Linked DNA regions of Sus scrofa: region 2 is linked to region 1. A link is a contact called in public Hi-C data. All regions are on one chromosome and are shown on one strand. Each heading gives the region's core, a stretch centred on a gene start, on an enhancer-like site or on the middle of the called end of the contact. The rest is flanking DNA. Distances are from core to core; before and after follow the strand shown. Region 1 overlaps RNF14 (E3 ubiquitin-protein ligase RNF14). Region 2 has its middle 140 kb from the start of FGF1.

The links. A called contact is a pair of places that touch in the nucleus more often than the background predicts.
Region 2: a Hi-C map of liver shows a contact between it and region 1, with 6 times the contacts expected there. The contact joins two enhancer-like sites. A contact is called at or near these places in 1 of 5 promoter capture datasets (fetal liver) and 10 of 47 Hi-C or Micro-C datasets (alveolar macrophages, embryonic fibroblasts, fetal heart ventricle and 6 more).

Annotation. Positions count from the first base shown.
Region 1 is chr2:143,580,535-143,586,611 of Sscrofa11.1, forward strand. RNF14 (E3 ubiquitin-protein ligase RNF14) reads left to right here. Exons shown (of 9, transcript XM_003124007.4): 4 at 628-779; 5 at 4,354-4,881; 6 at 5,739-5,967. Among named protein-coding and RNA genes, the nearest start is that of RNF14, 8.7 kb to the left of the region's middle. Within about 2 kb of position 3,582, at least 5 of the 83 cell types and tissues checked have an H3K27ac peak or open chromatin away from gene starts, as enhancers often do. A contact at or near this core is called in liver, where this site is marked.
Region 2 is chr2:144,094,776-144,100,852 of Sscrofa11.1, forward strand. No RefSeq gene overlaps it. Among named protein-coding and RNA genes, the nearest start is that of FGF1, 140 kb to the right of the region's middle. Within about 2 kb of position 2,821, at least 1 of the 83 cell types and tissues checked has an H3K27ac peak or open chromatin away from gene starts, as enhancers often do. A contact at or near this core is called in liver, where this site is marked.

The DNA of each region.
Region 1 (6,077 bases), core at 2,332-4,831:
ATTAAAAATTGGTACTTTGGGTAGAAATGTTCACACAGGACATGGATGCAAACTTTCTCAGACGGTTTATACTGTAAAGGCTTTGAGTGAAGAGAGTAAATGTAATCATTTAAGATGAAACTTGGACTGCGAGAGCGTTGTGTGTTGTATCTTGCCCTCAGGTTGACATCACTGTGTTGGCACAGATTCTCCCACCTATGATTCATGGGTAGTTGGCACATGCTGATCTAAGTAGGTCATGGCTCTTTGATTGGAATAAGCGTCCTTTTCTTTAGATTGTGTCTTTAATCATCTACTGTAAAACAACAGCAACAGGAAACATTGTGTATAACTTGCTCCTTAGTGGTGGGAGTTATGCTCAAAAGTGTATCCAAGAATAAGCTGTGTATCTTCATTTTTAATTTCATGATGCGTAGTAGATTTTTTAAGGGCTTACAAGGTTTTTTTTTTTTTTTTTTTTTTTTTTAAGGTGGTGGCTACGAAGTAAAACTAGGAAACCGAAAGGGCTTTGGGGGAGGGTTTTTGTTCCCTCAACTAAAGCGTTAAGAGTTTCTGAGCGCCGCTCAACAGTCATAGACACTCAAGTGCTGATCAACTGCTCCTTTCTAACCTTTGTTTTTGGTTCAGGCAACTCAAATGAGTGTCTCCAGAATAGTGGCTTTGAACACACCATTTGCTTTCTGCCTCCACTTGTGCTGAACTTTGAGCTGCCACCAGATTATCCATCCTCCTCCCCACCTTCATTCACACTTAGTGGCAAATGGCTGTCACCAACTCAGGTTAGACCCGAACCTAATTTCTCCTATCCGTTTTTAGAAACCTAAAAAGTCCTCTTTAAGCGACGGCTACCTTGGTGATCTTGAATTCAGTGCATGAAGAACAAATGGGTTTGCTTTTGTAATTTTTTTTTTTTTCCTCTTGCCTTCATGAATCCTAATGTGAATGCCTTGAAAATGTTTGGTGTTTCAAAAGGAATGGCACTAGTTAGAATGATTTATCCTTAAGAATTGTAGTACAAGTAATTTTAATCAGGTGTATTGTTTCTTTGCTTGCCTTGCTATTTTCCCATTTAATCTGCATTGTACTGGAGACTAGAGATGCTCCTCTTTTCCCTTAAGCGTTGGTGTTGCTTTTTTATCCATTCCTTAAATGAAAGTTTTAGTTGTAATTAGGAGAAATAAAGTTGAGCTAATGTAGTTATAATGAATTGCCTGAGAACACAGAAAAGTGCTTTTGCTTTTATTTATTTATTTTTTGTCTTTTTTTGCCTTTTCTTGGGCCGCTCCCGTGGCATATGGAGGTTCCCAGGCTAGGGGTCGAATCGCAGCTATAGCCACTGGCCTACGCCAGAGCCACAGCCATGCGGGATCTGAGCTGCATCTGCGACCTACACCGCAGCTCACGGCAACGCCAGATCTTTTACCCACTGAGCAAGGGCAGGGACCGAACCTGCAACCTCATGGTTCCCAGTCAGATTCGTTAACCACTGCGCCACGACGGGAACTCCCGCTTTTGCTTTTAAAAGTCTGCGTATTTAGGACGGAATCGTAGACCGCGCTCCCCTGGGCGTAAATGCACAGGACTAGAAATGTGTGCGATCCCTGCAGAGAGCCCCTGAAGGCTTGAGATCATTTCCTCTGGGTTATACATCCTTTCTTGGTAACAACCTCACCTCTTAATTGAGATGTAAATAGGGCTGGAAGCTAATATAACGTGTTCTGGGATAGATAACGGATCAATAGCCGCTTCCCTTGCAGACGTCTCGATGGAGATTGATAGGCCGATGTATTAAGACGAAAGCGGTCAGGGTTCCTTGAGCTCAAGGAACAGCCTGTCAGTTTTTCCTTTCGGATCAGGTAATTTTCGTTCCCCACCCCTGCTCATCACCAGCCTGATCCCCGGGTGAGAGTGCTTTTGTAAAATTGGACTTATGTTTTACAAACCACATTAAGCTTTAAAAAAAAAAAAAGAATAATCCTTGCAGGGTAAAAAGGAATCTTACCCTGCATTTTCGTATCTGTGCCAGAGGCAACCCATTCAGGACAGTGGATTCTTTGCTCAAAAGAATATCGGGGATGTCTGCCATTTAGATCCCTGAGCATTGACTGAATTATTCTTTTTCTCTTTTTTTATTGAAGTCTAGTTGACTGAATTATTTGAATTATTATAATGTCCTTACAAGTGCATGTGTGCCCTCCACACACACGCATGCACAAGACAAGGGCAGATGAACCACGCGTGGGGTTAGTGTTTCAGATTTTAGCCGGAGAGCATCGACTTAACGCTGGCCTTTGGGATCAGGGAGAAGGTTGCTTGAACTTTTATGTTACACGTCTAAAATTACAGTACGGGCAGTTCCCATCGTGGCTCAGCAGTAACGAACCCAACTAGTATCCATGAGGACTCGGGTTCAATCCCTGGCCTTGCTCAGTGGGTCAAGGATCCGGTGTTGCCGTGAGCTGTGGTTTAGGTGGCTGTGGCTCTGGTGTAGGCCGGCGGCTACAGCTCTGATTAGACCCCTAGCCGGGGAATTTCTGTGTGCCACAGGTGCATCCCTAAAAAGCAAATAAATACATAAAAGTAAAATTACAGTAGGATTCTCCATCAAATAAGTTTTTGTCCGTGCATTTGGCATTTTGATGGGTCTCCTATTCCTTCTTGGTTCAGTTTCTTGTATGTTACCAGACTCTGATTCCTTGGTGAAAGCACCGAATCCTAACCACCAGGCCACCAGGGAACTCCCCAAAGTCCTTGGCGTTGTAAATTTCACCTGTGGATAGTGAAGTTGAGGCATGGACCTGTCTCTCACTGGGTTCGGTTGGCAGACAGCAGTGGGTTTCGTTTTCTAGTGCTTTTCGTTATTTCTCTTCCAGTATGTGTGCACGACGGTCTCTCTCCTGCTCTTCTCTTTCTGCCTGCCTAGTTCCTCGGGCTTGTGTCGATCCCAGACGCCTCCTTTGAGAAGGGCCCAGAGAGGAAAAGAGGATGCAGGAGAAGGGCTTCTGCATGGGACTCGGTGGCCCGCAGCCCTCACAGCCTCCCTTTGAGTGTTTATTAGAGTTCACAGATTCCAGCAAGTTTCTGGTTGATCGGATAAGCACATTCATGCAAGTGTAGAGAAGCCTTCGCTGTCCGATCCTGAACTAGTCAGTGTGGGTTTAGGCTTGTGCGTGTGTGGGCTTTAGTGACCAGCACGACTTGGCACAGCATGAGGACGAGAGAACGGGCACCTATTTCACTTGGTATTTAAATGTACGCGTTTATTTGCATCTGGAAGGCGTATTTTTTGGATGTTTACCTGAAAAGAAAAGCTGTTTATGACTCCCGAGCTCTCCTTACTGATATTTTACATTCGTAATGGAAGAGCTTCTTATATTTGCTTTTCGAAGTGAACAGACCAGTTTTAAGGGGGAAGTGTTGAAATAATTTCAACTTTGGTTACTGAGGAAACCTGAGCTTTCCCTGGCGCAGCCAGATCGTGTTGAGGGCTTGTAATCAGGCCCAGGTTTGTGGGTCTGCCGTCGCCTGTGAGCCAGGGCTGGGGCAAGCCCGGTTGCTCAGTGAAACTCTGTTTGTCAGTCCGAAGAATGAGGACTCTGAGGTTAGATTCTGTTAGCGATGCTTTCCCGTGAGTTGGCTTCGTCACAGGACTAAAAAAGTTAATTTTAAAACTGGGATGGCATTTTTAAACCCGTATGTTTGCGATCATTATTGCAGGGTATCTACAGGGCCAGGACGCCAGAAGAATAGAAATTGTTCACTTTAGAACTAGATCCCTTTTCCTACATGAAATAGACAGCAATACTTAAAGCGAAGAAAAACAGAACAGAAAAAGTCCTCCAGTTCATTGGCTCAGATGTAAACTGAATTCTGCATCTGGTGGCGTCTTGCCATTTCTCTTGTTTTCATAGTCCTTTATTTACTTACTTGTTTACTTATTTTTGGCTTTTTAGGCCCACACCTGTGGCATATGGAAGTTCCCGGGCTAAGGGGCAAATCAGAGCTGTAGCTGCAACCTACACCGCAGCTCACGGCACCGCCGGATCCTGAACCCACTGAGCGAGGCCAGGGATCGAACCCGCGTCCCCTGACCCACGACGGGAACTCCCCATGGTACTTCTTTTAGCTTCCGGCCTTGTGTTCTCCTGTGCTAATTTGTGTTGCTAACTAGTTTTAAGAAGCGCTCCATTGAGAGCGCTGGTGCGGTTTTGCAGCACAGTTTTATCACAGCAGTAAAAACGTCGTGTTAGGAAGGGGAAAGGCCCAACCTCAAACGGTTTCAGGGGAGGTCAGGAGTTCACATCGTCACCACCATCTTTCCAAGCTCACCAGCGTTCTCGTGTCCTCTCCTAGCTGTCTGCTCTCTGCAAGCACTTAGACAACCTGTGGGAGGAGCACCGCGGCAGCGTGGTCCTGTTTGCCTGGATGCAGTTTCTCAAGGAAGAGACCTTGGCCTACCTGGATATCGTCTCTCCCTTCGAGCTCAGGCTGGGTTCTCAGAAAAAAGTGCAGAGAAGGGCGACTCAGGCCTCTTCCAGCCCCGAGCTAGATTTCGGAGGAGCTGCTGCCTTTGACCTAGACCAAGAGGAAGCTGTGGACGAGAGAGCCGTGCAGGATGTGGAGTCCTTGTCCAGTCTGATCCAGGAGATCTTGGACTTTGATCAAGCTCAGCAGATAAAATGCTTTAACAGTAAATTGTTCCTGTGCAATATCTGTTTCTGTGAGAAGCTGGGGAGCGAATGCATGTACTTCTTGGAGTGCAGGCATGTGTACTGCAAAGCCTGTCTCAAGGACTACTTTGAGATCCAGATCAGAGATGGCCAAGTTCAGTGCCTCAACTGCCCAGAACCCAAGTGCCCTTCAGTGGCCACTCCTGGTCAGGTAACTCTCCTCTGTGCTGCCAGCTGCCCCCTCAGTCTCTGTCACCAAGGGAGACATCCTCTCAGCGCCGTCCTTGGTAGGGCCTGGGGCCAGCCCGTGCTGTTTTTCCCGTGTGTTCCTCAGGCGTGCTGCATCTTCCTTCCCAGCTTACACTACAGCTACAGCTGTAGACGCTGCCTCTGCTGGCTTCGGAATGGGAGGCCCCTGGCAGGGACGAGCATTAAGAAAGCAAAGGCATTTTGGTGATTTGTTTTGTCCATCTGCCAGGTAGGGGCACTACTACCTTGTTTTGTGTGAGTTTGGATCCGAGGGCACGGACAGCCAAATGTTTGCAGACTTAAACGCAACGACAGCCTGCTTGAGAGTTCCCGCTGTGGCCCAGTGGGGTAAAGATCCAGCGGTGTCTCTCTGGGAGCAAGGGTTCAGGCCCTGGCTCAGTGCAGTGAGTTAAGGAGCTGGTGTTGCCACAGCTGTGGAGTAGGTTGAACCTGTAGCTTGGATTCAATCTCTGGCCCAGGACCTTCCATATGCCACCGGTACCGCCAAAAAAAAAAAGAAAAGAAAAAAAATATATGTGTGTATATATATATATATATATATATATATATTTCAGCTTTATTAAGGTGTAAATATACCCATTTAAAGTGTACAGTTTGCTTAGTTTTGACAGATGTGTAGACGCATGTAACCCCCATCTCAGTCAGGATACGGACTTCCCATCCTTGGCTTGATTTTGAGGTGAGATAGAGGGTTTTAATTTACGTGCATCTGGCTTATACCAGCGTCCTAAGGATCTCTTCAGGGTCAGAGCTGGTTGGGACATCATCAGACCTGTGACGTTGAGTGTTTTCCTCCAGGTCAAAGAGCTAGTGGACGCCGAGTTATTCGCCCGCTACGACCGCCTTCTCCTCCAGTCCACCCTGGACCTGATGGCAGACGTGGTGTACTGCCCCCGCCCGTGCTGCCAGCTGCCTGTGATGCAGGAGCCTGGCTGCACAATGGGCATCTGCTCCAGCTGTAATTTCGCCTTCTGTACACTCTGCAGATTGACCTACCATGGGGTCTCTCCGTGTAAGGTGACTGCAGGTGAGCCGTGACTGCGGGCACTCAGTCTCCCAGTGCAAACAGCCTTATCGCTTCAGTCCTTGAGTTTGGAAGTGTCTGTTCAACAGATGGTTTTGTGTCAGCTACTGTCC
Region 2 (6,077 bases), core at 1,571-4,070, 510 kb after region 1:
CAAGTTGAACCCAAACGTAGAGCATCAAGCACCTGGCCCCAAGTGTAATTTCCTCCTGCAGCTCATTGCAGCCGTGAGGAGCTCGCAGGGGAGGGCAGCGCAGCAGCCCCGTAATTTCCAGAGTCCTCCTCCTAGACTGACACATAATTGTCAGATTGTTTTACGAGAGCAGCTTCCTGCCCCCTTCCTGCCTCGCTTCCAAATGTGCTCCTTCCCGAGGAAGCCTCACTTCTCCCTCTGGCCCTTAATCGCTCCTTTCCTGCCCGCCCCGGGGCCGGCCCCGTTTCCTAAATCACTCGGAATTGGCTTCCAGCGCCGGCGCCCAGGGTGGGCTGCAGGAGAGGGCGCGTTTGTTCTAAGTGGCTTGTGACCCAGAGGTCAGAGATGCTTCCATTCCGTTTGATGTCTTTCCCAGGGGGCCTTCCTTCACCCACCCCGTCTCCTTCCCTCCTGAGCTGACTTTAAATTCTAAGGTCAGGAACTGATTAAGAAACTGAGTCCTGCTGCTTTTCCTAAGCAGTGTGGAGGTCCCCGGGGATGGGGGGTGCTGGAGCGGGTGGGAGCAGCAGGGCAGGAGCCCTTGGCCCCTCGCATTTCAAACTGCGCTCTCAATGACTGAGCCCAGAGATTCCTCTCCGTCTGGGCCTTCCCCTCCAAAAGCCCACCCTTAAAAGGAAATGATAAGTCCTCACATTTTTAGCTTAATTTTTCCCATTTGAGGGATTTCAGAGGAAGCAACACAGGGCGTTGTGTATTTTCACTGCTATTTCTTTTATTGCCAAAGCAATACACAATCATGGTAGTAATTTCAAACAGCCTCATTTCCAGGCACAGCCGCAGTTACCAGCATTTTGTATGTCCTTCCAGCACTGTTCTAGGCACACACAAGCCTACAGATGGGTGTGTGTATGTGCACACATTTTTAACGCAAATGGGACAAACTGGACATCTTGTTCTACAGCTTGCTGTTTTTCACAAAACAGCGTGTTTTGGATGTTTGCCATTTCAGTAAATTTGGATTTACTCATAAAAAATTGCTACGTAGGGTTCCGTTGTACCAATGCGCTAATGTACTTCACTAGCTTCCTGTTAATGAATATTTAGGCTGGTTTTGCTTTATTACAAACAAAGCTATAATGTGTTCTAAATCTGTACCCAGATCTTGTATTTTTAGAGCAGCTTCCATTTAGAAGTGTATTTTTTGAATTGAAGGGTCTGAGAAGTGCAAATTTTGACAGATGTTGTCTAATTGTTTTTCAGAAAGGTCATACCAGCTTTAGGTCAAGTTCAGAATTAAATGTTTGAGAATGCTTGATAGTCTATACCAGCACAAATATACATAAAATCAAATATTTTAACATTGTCATTTTAACATCATCAACCTTAAAATAAGTGTACCTTATTATTTAAATCAGTGCTTCCTTCAGAGTGGGCTTCAAACCTTACTCCCCCAAAATGACTATTTTTGTGAACTTCCTGCACATGTAAATTTGACCATTTTCCTGTTGTGTTATTTATCTGCATCTTAACGATTTGAGGATTTCGTTATATATAAAGGAAAATAATCCTTTTCTGTCACAAGTACTATCAAGAGTTCCCCTTTTTATCAGTTGCCATTTGGTTTTGTTTATATTTTTCTAGATAATATGTGAAAAATCATTTTAACAGCAAATGTATCAATTCTTTCTCTTTTTTCCTTTTGGACATGCTTAGAAACTCTAACATAAGCTGAAATTGAAAAAAAAATCACTCCTGTTTTCTATTTGTTACATGCAAAATCTTTAATTCAGCTAAAATTTGGGGGGAAGAATAAATGCTATGATAGAGGACAACCTTATTTCTCACTTGCATGACCACTTGTTTCACACTCTTCATTAACTAATGCATCTTTTTTTGGGGGGGTGTCTTTTGTCTTTTTAGGGCCAAACCGGTGGCATATGGAGGTTCCCAGGCCAGGGGTCTAATTAGAGCTACAGCTTCCGGCCTTCGCCAGAGCCACAGCAACACCAGATCTGAGCCCCATCTGCGACCTAATCCACAGCTCACGGCAACGCCAGATCCTTAACCCCCCGAGAGAGGCCAGGGATCTTACGCGCAACCTCATGGTTTCTAGTCAGATTCGTTTCCGCTGCGCCACGATGGGAACTCCATAATGTGTCTTTTCTTAGCACTTTAAAAGATAAAATTTCTGGGAGCTCCCTGGTGGCCTAGTGGTTAAGGATCTGGTGTAGTCACTGCTGAGGTTTGATGGTTGGCCAGGGAACTTCCGCACGCTGCAGGCAGAGCCAAAAAAAGGAAAGGAAAAGGAAAAAAACCCAAAAAACAAAAAAAAACTTAATATGAGAATAGTTACCATTCCATAATGATGGCTTTCCCAATATCCCAATAATGCGATGTTCTTTAGAGAAGAAAATAATTTGATCCTTCAAGACTAACTTTGAGGATGCTGAGCCGCATCTTCCAGAAAGAAGCACAAGTTAATTGCTAGTATTTGACATGTGCTTGTGAAATGAATGAATCCCAAAATGGATTTCCAGAGGCTGTGTTTTCCGTTCACTCAGTCCAGAAGCTCTCATTGCCTCTTGGCGCAGTCGCCTGTGGGATCACAGAAATGATTCTAAGCAGTATTTGTCCTCAGGAAGTTTGCAATCCAGTAGGGACACGATAGGTATTTCATCCTGTGGCGTGTGCCTGCATCTGTGTGTTTACTGCTCATTGAGGGGGGCCTTGCGTTCCTGTTTCTGGGGCCATGAAAAGGTAAGAAATGGAGGTTCAAATTTGTTTAATTGATTGTTTCAGGAACTAAGCTGTTGAGTAAGTGAAAGTTGGAACAGAACCACAGAAAATACTGGAAGGGAGCTCCATGTTCAGAATGGATCCTCTGGGTGTTTTCATCTGTCACAGAAGCAAAGTCCTTTCTGAGGAGAGGCCCCCACCCCCGCCCCTGCCCCAACACAGACTTTCAGAGTGGAGGGACCCACAGGAGAATAACTGCTAATTATTAGTCCCAGCTGATGAACTCACGCTCTGTGTCTCACCCGCAGCCTCTGCTCAGTAGCAGAGGCTGTAATCCAGCTACTCAAGAGCTGTGGCAAATAGCATCAGTTCCTCTCCCTGGTGGGTCGCTACCTTCCCAACCCTCGACACGCTGTGAACACTGGTTTCTTATGGGGTGAGAGTGCCCAGCCTAAGACAGTCGAGCCGGCCCGTTTCCTGTGCTAACTCTCTCTTCTGCAGTGTTAGTTCACTGGGGCTGCCATAAAAAAACACTGGGTTTTTACTTGGTGGCTTAAAGAACAGAAATTTACTTCCCACAGCCTGGAGACGGGAAGCGTTGGCAGGATCACCTTCTCCTGAGGCCTCTCTCTTGGCTCAGATGGCTGCCTTTTTGCTGTGTGTTCTCATGGTCTTTCCTCAGTGTGGCCAGAGCATCAGTCAGATTGGATCGGGGCCTACCCTACTGGCCTTATATCAACTTAATCACCTATTGAAAGGCCATGTCTCCAATCTAATCTCATTTTGAGATACCAGGCTAGATCTTCAATATATGAATTGGGGACAGGGTTGTGTGTGGGGGTGCTGGGGGGGCTCCATTTACCCCATAAAAGGGACCAAAACTAGTTAAGACTTAAGGAGACTATTAAGACTTAAGAAGAACTCTACTGAGTGCTCCCAAGATGGATTTTCTTCCCAGATCAATAGACCTTTGTGAAGAGAAAGCTTGGGATGGTGATGCCTGGAGCCGTGGCAGCTGTCTTGTCATCATGAATTGAAAAATTTAAGCACAAACAACCTTCTCACTGGGTATGGTTAAGCAGAAGGATGGAAAAACCTGCAGCCTTCACAAAATTGTTGAGTTGTGGAATGAATCCCCAGGTCATCCCTTTCCAGATTTCTTGTGAAGTAAAGAGTAAATGTCCTGACAGTGGTTCCACCGTAATTAGGTTCTCTGTTCTTTGCAGCTACAAAGATTCCTAACTTATATGGAGCATCATTATTTCTCCACTGAACTTCACTGACTCTCAGGGGAGGCCTGGCTCACGTGTCTCATGATAATTCTAAACTTTGGGATGCTGCTTCTCTCAACCCCCTGCTCGGGCTCATCAGCCAAGAATTCATCTAAAATCATCCTGAGAGCGTTCACCTTTTATGCTGACTCGGCAGAGTTTGAGGAGTTCCCTTTGTGCTAAATATGACTTTCGTTTATTCATAAAATTGCTCTATAATGTCCTAAGGACTATTAGAGTTCTCATATTCAGGGATTTGGTGAACAAATCTACATTCTCGCTATATCTTAACTGTGGTTTTTATGGATCTTAAACACACATACCCCTTCTAGCTCTGACCATTAGCACTAGAGGTTGGGTGTCCAGGGGGAGTTTTGATCTCTGTTGTATATCCTTATTTACAGCTTTACCTTGTCCAGTTATTATTGAAAACATGAATTCAAATTGTAGTAACTTGGAAGGTGGCAGGAAACAGAGCCTAAATCTCTGAATCTCCCTGTTTTCTAAATGAGAGCCTGCACTGTAATTCCTTTATTAGCTGCTAACTTGCCTCTTTGAGTTACTCTTCCAGGAAGTGCTTCCCCCAGCTTGGGCAGGAAAGAAGTGGTGGAATGGTGGATGCTGTGGCATGGCAGGTGAGAAACAGTCCTGGGAGTTAGTCTGTCCGGGTCTGAGTTCTGCCTCTGCCACCTACCAGTTGTGTGACCTTGGTTAGCTCACCTCTTTCAGCTTCAGTTCCCTCATCCCAGATGGTATGGAAATTAGGGTTCATGTCATGGAGTCGGTGAGAGCGTTCTGTGTGTACCATCCGTCAAGGGCATGGCTCAGTGGCCAGCATGTCATAAACACTTGCAAGGTGTCTCCTGTTGCTGTGGCTCTGAGATGTCCACACTGTGCCAACATCATGGATTTAGCTTTCTCTGATTCCCCCTTTTTGGTATAATTTTAGGTTTAAAGAAAAGTTGCAAGAGGCTCAGAGAGTTTTCACATGTGCCTCACCCACTTTCTCCCTTTTAACATCTTACAGTGCCAGGGTACACTTGTCAAAACTCAGAAACTAAGACACGTGTACATCACTATTAACCAGCTTAAATTGACCCCAGACTCTAATCCACACTGCCTTCTGGCATCCTGTCCTCAGGTCCCGCTGGTCTGAGAGTTGCTCAGGCTTCCCTTGCTTTTCATGACCAACAGTCTTAAGAAGTGAGTCCTGGACAGTTGAGTAAAAGTAAAAAAATCCATGCTCTCTTGGCCAGTCCGTACTTGTTTTGTCCGAGTCTTCTGAGCCTCCAGACAAGGCGAGGGCACCCATCAAAGGAGAAGAACTTCATCCTTCTCCTTGTGGGTTTATGAAGGGTGCCTTTGGAGGGGAGCAGGAAATAGAGCCCATGTCTTAATCTCCCTCTTTACTGAATGAGAGCCCTGGTGGTTCCTTCTGGAAGACTCCACTTGCCGACGAGTCCTGTATATTGATGGAGGGCAGAGGGAGTGTCCCGGGGAAAGCGTGGGTGTGTTGGGGGTGAGCTTGGTGACTGGAAAGCCTAACTTCTCATTTCGGTTGACTGCTGGGCAGCATCAGAAGCTCTGTCAGCCCTCATCCTGAACCCTTCCCCTTGACTCCACTGGATAGCCCTACAGCCACCCCTTCACATTTTCAGTGTCCAAGGACAGAATTCATCTTGAAAGGAAAGAGAAAATCTCTAGTTGAGCAGATCCACAGCTGGGCATGCTAATACCCTCTCAAGCTTAGTACTTCTCCATTCATGGTCAAGTTCAGACAACCCCGAAGGACATCTGAGGTCCATTAGGTCCAGATTTACATTCTTCTCCAGCAAATGGTGGGGCTTCAGAAAGTTTGTTGATTTAACATAAAGTGCACCTTTTAAAAAAGCTTTAGCCCCTAGAGTCCTGGAGTTTATGTGACTTCATGCCCCTCTTTCTGGGGTAGAATAAACAAAATGGGAGAATGGCAAAATCTATAGGGTTTTTCCTTCCTCCTTGCGGCTGGCTAGTTTGTGTGTGTGTTTATAACACTATGGGGGCAAGACTCTTACGTAGGAAGACAAAGGA